2 separate regions of the Macaca mulatta genome follow, and region 1 is linked to region 2. A link is a contact called in public Hi-C data. All regions are on one chromosome and are shown on one strand. Each heading gives the region's core, a stretch centred on a gene start, on an enhancer-like site or on the middle of the called end of the contact. The rest is flanking DNA. Distances are from core to core; before and after follow the strand shown. Region 1 holds the start of PSMD12 (proteasome 26S subunit, non-ATPase 12). Region 2 overlaps PRKCA (protein kinase C alpha).

The links. A called contact is a pair of places that touch in the nucleus more often than the background predicts.
Region 1: a Hi-C map of fetal cortex germinal zone shows a contact between it and region 2, with 2.9 times the contacts expected there. The contact joins the promoter of PSMD12 here to the enhancer-like site in region 2. A contact is called at or near these places in 2 of 14 Hi-C or Micro-C datasets (fetal cortex germinal zone and fetal cortical plate).

The regions. Positions count from the first base shown.
Region 1 is chr16:77,113,574-77,117,967 of T2T-MMU8v2.0, reverse strand. It overlaps PSMD12 (proteasome 26S subunit, non-ATPase 12), which reads left to right and starts at 1,920. Exons shown (of 11, transcript NM_001265853.2): 1 at 1,920-2,107. The coding sequence starts at 2,000.
Region 2 is chr16:76,467,193-76,472,129 of T2T-MMU8v2.0, reverse strand. All of the region lies in intron 8 of PRKCA (protein kinase C alpha), which reads right to left. Among named protein-coding and RNA genes, the nearest start is that of CACNG5, 160 kb to the left of the region's middle. Within about 2 kb of position 1,554, at least 7 of the 40 cell types and tissues checked have an H3K27ac peak or open chromatin away from gene starts, as enhancers often do. A contact at or near this core is called in fetal cortex germinal zone and fetal cortical plate, where this site is marked.

The DNA of each region.
Region 1 (4,394 bases), core at 671-3,170, 650 kb before region 2:
GCTTGTTTGTTTATTTATTTTGAGACAGGGTCTCGTCTGTCGCCCAGGCTGAAGTGCAGTGGCGCAATCTTGGCTCACTGCAACCTCCACCTCCCGGGTTCAAGCAATTCTCCTGCCTCAGCCTCCTGAGTAGCTGGGATTACAGGCGCATGCCATGACGACTGCCTAATTTTTGCATTTTTAGCGGAGACAGGGTTTCGCCATGTTGGTCAGGCTGGTCTTGAACTACTGGCCTCAAGTGATCCACCCACCTCAGCATCCCGAAATGCTGGGATTATAGGCATGAGCTGTAAGACCCAGCTGATGGACTATAAAATTAAAATTAAAAAAAAAAAGTTTTACCAAGTGGCTTGTTGCTCACCATTTTGGAAAATGTCATCAACAATAAGCCCTTACCATGCTTCAGGAACCAAGAGAACACACCTGTTGCAGTTGCAGCTTTTACATTTATAGTTACGGTTTATGGGTGCAAGCAAATAACTACTTCCTTGTGTTTTCCACTGTAGACATGTTTTAGCCGTTATCTTTTGAAATATATATTATTTTGCTATTATAAAATTTGTTTCTTGGTTGGGCACAGTGGCTCACACCTGTAATCTCAGCACTTTAGGAGGCCAAGGTGAGAGGACTGCTTGAGGCCAGGTGTTTGAGACCAGCCTGGGCTACGTAGTATAGTTGCTGTCTCTACAAAAATAGAAAAAGGTAAAATTTGTTTCTCCTCTACATTACAGATTATAGCTGAGCTAGTGTCTTATTTTTCTTGTAAATGGTTTATATTTTCCCTGATTTTCATTGCAGTTAAAACAAAGAGATCTATTCAGCATCCATAAAGTGATGTCGGCACTAATGAAATTGAGAACCACTAACATAATAGATAAACCACTCCAAGATTTCCCGTTTTCCTGTTTGCTTTCCAGGCTGCTGTTGACCATATGCCCACACCAAACACAACCTCATTCCCATTTTCAAGGATCCTAAGCTTTTTTAAGATCTTAAGCTGTTTTATAGGGACCAGCATGGTATGAATGATAACACATAAAACGTGTAAGGCCCTTAAGAATTGAAATTGTCTCACATGTCATCTCGTTTGATGCTCACGAAAGTCCTATAGTCGATTTCTGGTCGGGCGCGGTGGCTCACGCCTGTAATCCCAGCACTTTGGGAGGCCGAGGCAGGCGGAGCACGAGGTCAGGAGATCGAGACCATCCTGGCGTGGTGGCGGGCGCCTGTAGTCCCAGCTACTCAGGAGGCTGAGGCAGGAGAATGGCGGGAACCTGGGAGGCGGAGCTTGCAGTGAGCCGAGATCAAGCCACTGCACTCTAGCCTGGGCCACAGAGCGAGGCTCTGTCTCAAGAAACAAACAAACAAACAAACAAACAAAACCCACAATTAAATCTTTCTAACTTTTCTTTTTACCAACTTAGTGGATTATAGTAAAAACGAAAACAAACAAACAAAGAAACCACTTTGCTTATTAAATGACTGAGCTGCTTCCATATCTTCTCTTAGGAGCTTTCAGAGATCCCACAGATTAAGCCACCAAGATTCTCAACTAGATAAAACCTTAGAACTTTCTACTTTAAGGTTTACTTTAGCCTCCTAACGTAGAGATGAGAAAACCGAGATCCAAGAAAAGTTAAGCGACTGGCCATGGTCCTGAGAAATTATATTTCGAAGCAGGGGTGTAGGGATATATGAGATGGTCTGTTCTACTACACTCGGTTTTCTCATTGCAAATTTTAGATAAAAAGTCTGATGTTCCCAGAGACAAAACCTGACGCTGCGGGATGGAGCGGCGAGTACCGCCCCGCGTGCCTCAAGCCCCACCCCCAGGGCTGTCCGCGGCAATGCCTGAGTGGCGACCAGCGCCGGGGACCTCGAGGGGTCCTTCGCGTGGGCTCCCGAAGCACTGCCTGAGCGGGTGCGCGGGCGGCTTCCGGTGTGGGTGACTAGTGGTGGCCGAAGCGGGGGTACAGCAAGGGACGCTCAGGCGGGGACCATGGCGGACGGCGGCTCGGAGCGGGCTGACGGGCGCATCGTCAAGATGGAGGTGGACTACAGCGCCACGGTGGATCAGCGCCTACCCGAGTGTGCGAAGCTAGCCAAGGTGAGGAGAGGCCGGCTGGCTGTTGGCGGGCGCCAAGGGCTGAGTCACGGCGCGGAGCCTGCTTAGGCCTCAGGGGGCCTACGGGCTGAAGCGTGCATCCCCCCATTGCCTGCCCAGCCCTGGTTGGGCCTGCACGAGTGGGAGACCCCAGGTCGGCCCGGCCAGGGCTGCGGAGTACGCCAGTGCCTATAGCTTCCCAGACCCTCCCCAAAACAGATGATCACTTCCTTCCGTGGGACTTAGGGCTCCGTTTTACTTTTTGCCCTTTCTTGGATGCTGCTTAAGTAACGTTTATCTTAGTGGTTTCCCAGGGGGTGAGGCTGCTTCAGTATTCAGGCTGGATCAGAGAGTTTCGTTCTGTTGCTGTTGCCCAATCCATTTATGTCGTTAAATCGTTTATGGATCATGGGCTTATGTGCCTGGTCTTTGGCCAGGAGAAGGGGTAGGAAAGTGATAGTACACAGATGACTAACAGTACCCTGTTCTTTAGGAGTTGATGTACGTAATGAATTAGTCAAGTCATGCATGGTGGTGAGGGCCATACAAGGGGAGAGTGTTACTGGAACACCGAGAAGGAAGCTATGCATTCTTAATGGTGCCATAAGGGAAGGTTTTACAGGAAGGCTGACGTTTGTATTGGGTCTTGAAGAATTAGTAAGATTGGGTGGAGTGGAGTCATTACTGGAGACGGAACTACAAAAGTAAAGACGAGTAGGTACTATAAGAGTTCAACGGGCTTTCCAAAAAACAAGGATGGAGAAAGGTGATAAAGTTGGTACGTATGTATATCTTAGGTTCAGTATGCTTGCTGAGGGGGAGCCATAAATTCATTAAGAGCTTTCTAGCAGCTAGCATCAACAAACATCAGTTACATAAGGGTGGGAAACTCAGCCGCCTCCAATGTCACACAGATAACAATAGCTGATATTTGTTGTGTAGTTTCTGCAGTGTCAGGCTCCGTGCTTACATACACTAAGCCATTTGATCCTCACCTCAGCCCTATGCAATGGCTATTGCTATAATCCTTATTTTACAGGTAAGAAAACTTGGGTTAGAAAAAGTTGAATCACAGGCGCCAAGATCATACGGCTAGTAAAGTGGTGAAGCCAAGAAGCAAACCCAGGCAGACCGATTCTAGGTTCGGAGCTGGTGCCGTCACACACCATGCTGCCCTGCCTAGAAGCCTATTGTAATGAAAACCTGAACTTTTTTTCTTTTTTTTTTTTTTTTTTTTGAGACGGAGTTTCACTCTTGTCACCCAGGCTGGAGTGCAGCGGCGCGATCTCGGCTGACTGCAACCCCCGCCTCCCGGGTTCGAGCGATTCTCCTGCCTCAGCCTCCCGAGTAGCTGGGACTACAAGTGCCACCACGCCCGGCTAATTTTTGTATTTTTAGTAGACACGGGGTTTCACTATGTTGACCAGGCTGGTCGCGAACTCCTGACCTAAAGTGATCCACCCACCTCGGCCTCCCAAAGTGCTGGGATTACACGTGTGAGCTACTGCGGCTGGCCAAAAACCTGAACTTCCGAGCACCTGCCCAGGAAAAGGAGGCAGCAGATCTTCACCTTCAGATAATATTTGCCAACTGGGGATGAAGGCCGAGCCTTGTCGATGCTGCTAATTTGAGGGAGAAACCAGGAAGATGGATTTCTCTGTGAAATACCTTAATATTTAGAAATTGGATAATAATCTGTCATCTTAAAATACTGTTTGAGCCAATACAATGTAACTAGAACAAAATATGCAGGCCAAAGTCAGCCTCTGAACCTCCACTTTGGAATTAATAGAATGATAGTGTCCATAAAGAAGAAACAAGTCATTTGCTTTAGAAAAGCACAACCAGATCTTTTATGAATTTCTGTTAATACCAGTCTACTGTGTGCAAGACCTAGTCAATGTTAGATACTATGAGAAGTACAGAGATTATCAGACAAGGCTCTTGCCCTCAAATAGCTTAGAGATCAGTAAGAAAAAAGGCTTCACTGCTACAATTGTTCTGGTGATCTTATGTAGCATTTATTCCTAAATAATTGTTGTCATGTTCCAGACTGTTGAAAAACTTGCAAACTCCAATACCAGATGCTTTTTTAGGTGTCCAGTGGGTAACAGAAGTGTTTTAAAAAAAGAATGTTGGGACCTGTTAAGATAGGTACATTTGAATTTTGATTTTTTTTTTTAAGCCAATGTGCCAGCTGAATAAAACAAGGTATATGTTGTGGGAGGGTATATTTTTTTTGTTTTGTTTTTTGATACCGAGCCAGTTTCAACTTTAAATTAGATGGTTA
Region 2 (4,937 bases), core at 305-2,804:
GTGAACACTGATTGTGCCACTGCACTCCTATCAGAATGACATCCTGTCTCTAAACAAAAAAAACTTTAATAAAAAGAGGCCTGAGAGGCTCCTCATCCCTTCTACCATATGTGGGCAAAGCCAGAAGATGCCATCTGTGAATCAGAAAGTGAGCCTTCACCAGACACCTCACCTGCCTTGATCTTAGACTTCCCAGCATTCAGAACTAAGAGACATAAACATATGCAGTTTGTAAGCCACACAGTTTATGGTATTTTGCTACAGCAGCCCGAGTGGACTAAGAAGGGGAGCTTAACAGTGATCCTTAGTCAGTCCCCCAAGCCACCCCACTTCCTTCTGACGGCATTTTTCTGCTTGCACAATCTGATCTGTAAGTGTAACCTGGAAATAAGGGCCTAGGTGATTCCTCCCACACAACTGGGTCAACACCTGCCACTTGGAGTTTTCTCCCAGAGGCGAGAATCACAGGTGACCGGCAAATCACAGACGTGCATCATTCCTTCTCCTGCTGGCAACTGCAGCAAGGGCCTCAGAACCAGACGGGTCTGAGGGTCTGGTTCTGGGGAGAAGGGTCCCTGGGGAGTCTGACCTGCCTAGGATGCAGATGAAGATGCTGAGGTCTAGGAGCTAACTTCACTACAGTCGCTTCGTGGCAGTGCTAGGGGAGGAAGAGAAGGATGCTGCTGTTCCCTACAGAGGCCCTGAAACTGGATGCTGGATCATGCTGTATATTTCCCTGTGCTAAGGGTTGCCCCATCTGGGCTGTAATCATTGACTAACGGCAGGAGGATGATAGAGCTTTTAGAATTCAAAAGAAACTTGGGGATAGTCTCATCAAGGCTGCCCATGTTACAGATGAGGAGAATGAGCCCAGGAGGCACTGTGATATGTCTAAATCAGTTTTCCATCCTGAGCTCTGAATCCAGAACTCTGGTCTTTGAATCTAGCGCTCTTCCTCCTACATCGAGGGTAAGCAAACTTTTTCTGTAAAGGTCCAGGTAGTAAATATTTGTGGCTTTGTGTGCCAAATGCTGTCTTTGTCGTAACTCTCAAATTCTGCCATTATAGCTTGAAAGCTACAAAAGTGAGTAAAGGAGGGAAGCTGTGTTCCAATAAAGCCTTAATGGTGAGAACAGGCAGCAGCTGGGGTCTGGGCTGTGGACTGCAGTTTGATGACCCTTGCTGTGTATTGTGCAGGTTCTCAAATCATTCATCCTCATTTGCAGTTAAGATTTCAATACGATGTCTGTATCTCCTTAATCTATCAGAACAGTGACAATTAAGAATCTCAAGAGCACTAGAATTAAATCACTATTCAGGCTCTTCCACAATGCTTGCTATGCCGGGCAGCACAGGAAAAGGAAATTTTGCAGACAAACAATGGTGGTGAATGAAGTATGTATTCAGCAGAGCAAAATTTAAGGGCAACACATTCAATCATTTTCTTAACGAGAAATATTTTCACAGACACACCCACTTTAGCTGTTGCCACGGTTAAAATAAATTCACAGGCAGCGAGAGGGCCTCTGTTGTCATGGCAACCGAGCCATACTCCAAGGAGAAATGTGGGACCCTGATGTGTTGGCACTTTGCCAGATGTGGAAACTGCAAAGTGCTTGGTTCTTTTCATACCACATAATATTCACCTCTAGTATCCCGGGGTGTGATTTTCTTTACAGCCAACCAATTTTTTTCCCTGTTTCCCAGATTTGTCTGTTGATAATTGACACATCTGTTAGGATGGCTAATCTCGATGGCGCACCCCTTGTCTCACCTGCTGAACACCTCCTGGAAAGGCGGTTTGCCCTTGTACCACGTTCTCCCCAACCGTTAAATCTCCAGGCTTACATGAGGATTCCCCACCAACGACCTTAAGTTTTTCCATGTGCAAAAATGTTTTTCTCCCACCAGGGAGCTAATGGCACACTTGCATCTGATGCCCAGCTTAGAGGAAGGCCCAGTGCACACTGATGCAGCCATGACATAGCATTGTTCAAGACCTTTGAGCGCTTAATAATTTTTGGAAACCTATTCCTTTTCCTGCTACGAATGTTCCCCTTGGGAATTAACACCATGCTGGCTTTATGGGTTGGCTGTGGCAGGGTCAAGAATCACATGAACTCAGAAACATCATCAAAGTAAATAGTTTCTCAGACTGTCAGCAACATGGCCTCGAACTGGGGATTTCTCTGGTGCTAAAAAAAGCCAGGAAGAGGCTGGGTGCAGTGGCTCACGCCTGTAATCCCAGCACTTTGGGAGGCCGAGGCGGGTGGATCACGAGGTCAGGAGATCGAGACTATCCTGGCTAACACGGTGAAACCCTGTCTCTACTTAAAATACAAAAAATTAGCCGGGTGTGGTGGCAGGTGCCTGTAGTCCCAGCTACTCAGGAGGTTGAGGCAAGAGAATGGCCTGAACCCGGGAGGCGGAGCTTGCAGTGAGCCGAGATTGAGCCACTGCACTCCAGCCTGGGTGACAGAGCAAGACTCTGTCTCAAAAAAAAAAAAAAAAAAAAAAAAGCCGGGAAGATAGAAAATGGGCTAGGGCCCTGTGCAAGCAAGAGTAGACTGAAGGAGCCATCCGGCTCTGGGGAAACCCTTGACTTTTTTTTTTTTTTTTTGAGACGGAGTCTCACTCTGTCGCCCGGGCTGGAGTGCAGTGGCCCGATCTCAGCTCACTGCAAGCTCCGCCTCCCGGGTTCCCGCCATTCTCCTGCCTCAGCCTCCCGAGTAGCTGGGATTACAGGCGCCCACCAACTCACCCGGCTAGTTTTTTGTATTTTTTAGTAGAGACGGGTTTTCACCGTGTTAGCCAGGATGGTCTCGATCTCCTGACCTCGTGATCCACCCGTCTCGGCCTCCCAAAGTGCTGGGATTACAGGCTTGAGCCACCGCGCCCGGCCTAAAACCCTTGACTTCTTTGCAGCACACTGAAGACCCTCTAAAGCCAAGGAGCAATTGGGAGCACAAGGTGCTGATCTCATCTTTATGTCCACTAAAATGTAAAGACATCCAGGGAAAAGTTCATTGCTATTTGTTGTGTGCAGGCATCATGGAATCTTTCATTTGCAAATCTTTACTGCCCTCTTGTGGTATTCAGTTTCGGAAGCAACTGCACTTTGGGATCTTTTAGCAGAAATCCACCTAAGGTTCACTAGTCTGCCATACAGAGAGAGGTAAAGTCCCAATAAATAGGGCAAGACGGCACAAACAAGACACAAAATTGTATCTACGCAGATGCAAAAAACTGTACCCTTTATAGTAGATGACCTGAATCACTAATGTAAGTGCCGGGACTTTGCAAAATGCCAACGGAACTATAGAATGCCAATGGAACTATAGATGCCAAAAGTGGGTTTTAGGATCTCTGGGTGCTCTATTTCTAGAAAACAAAGATCCAAACAGTTGTAGGCCTTTCTGTGTCTCCCGAATCTTTCCAAACCCTTGACTGGGTGCAGATTCTGCAAGCCACAGATCCAAGACAGGGCCTGGGGGGAGAGGAGGCAGTGAGGGCTGCAGGGGACCCTGGAGTAGTCCAAGGGAGCCACTGTGTTTGTCTTAGAAACAAAGAACGACCTGGAAAATAGTGAGAAGTAATGACAGTCACACGAGGGCAGGGTTCAATGACAAAGCCACTTCTGGGAAAATCCAATTGGAGCTAAGCGAGCACAGAACAGCAGCTCCTGAAGTCAATAAAAACCAGTAACAAAAAACACACCCAAGCTATAACTGGCAATAAAGCCCAGTTCCCCGAGGAAGAAGGTTCCAGAGCCTTCCCTCCATGGCTGTGCAGCTGCTGCAGAAAAGGAAAACAGGATGACTGGGCATCCTCACAGAGAAAACAAAACAAAACAAAACAAAACATCCTATCCCTGAAATGCTGGATAATACTGCTCAACTACTCAACGGAACATTTTTATAAAATGTCCCTGACAGGAGCAAGCAATTGGAAAGCACGGCTGACTGTCATTAAATTTAGCACAATATTTCCATAATCATTGATTTCATCCTACCCTGACTGAGCCTTTTTAATCCACACCAGTTTTTAAAACCGAGGGGCCTCATTATAGCTCAATGGGACACCTGCTTCCAAGGCTAGCAGCAGCTGCACTGTTCTGGGCTATTCTCCGGGCCCTCTGTGTCAGGCAGCTCACAGGCGACCTTGGGGGCGCTCAGGAGGGTGACAAGCGTGGGATCTGGGGTCTGCCAGCAGTGGTCTGGGACAGCAGTAAAGGCACTGCTCACTTCTCTGAGGCCTGTTTCTTCATCTGGAAAATGGGTCAACACTCCTTCCTCGTCCTGCAGGCCTGGGAGCCCTCCCATCCTGCAGTGGTGAGGGAGTGATCAGAGCTCGGGGCTGGTGGCTGCTGCCATTCTGAGTAGTCTTGCCCCAGCCATTGCCTGCTGCCAGGTGGCAGCGTCAGAAGACAAATTCGCATTCCAGGAAGGGGAAGAGATGAGGCAGTGGAACAGGGAGACTTCTCCTGAAAACACAGGGGCTTCCCAGCTGCCCTCAGGGGACTTGGACAGGACTGAGGAGCTGGTCTCCAGAAGAAGGGGCTGCCTGAGGGCAAGGTGGAGGTAGGTGTTTCCTGTCTCCAACGGTGAGCACAGGCCTGAGGGCACAAGGGCAGCTGAGGTCAAGAGACTTTTCCCTTTACACATGGTATTTGCACCCTAGCACTCTGGCCCCTGCATGAGGTCTGGTAGCTTGAGGGGCGTGGACTCACAAGGGGGCATTCTCCCCGAGGGAAGCAGTGGCGGGGAACATGGCTGGGATGCAAGCAGAGGCCTCACACTGGAGAGGAGAAGTGTGTGATCGGATCACTTTACCACCACAGGAGATACTCCTGGGATCTCCCAGCTGTGACTGCTGGGCTTTGGAAGTGAACAGAGGTTTTATGTCAATGGGCCAGGAAAGAGCCAGGGAGTCTAAAT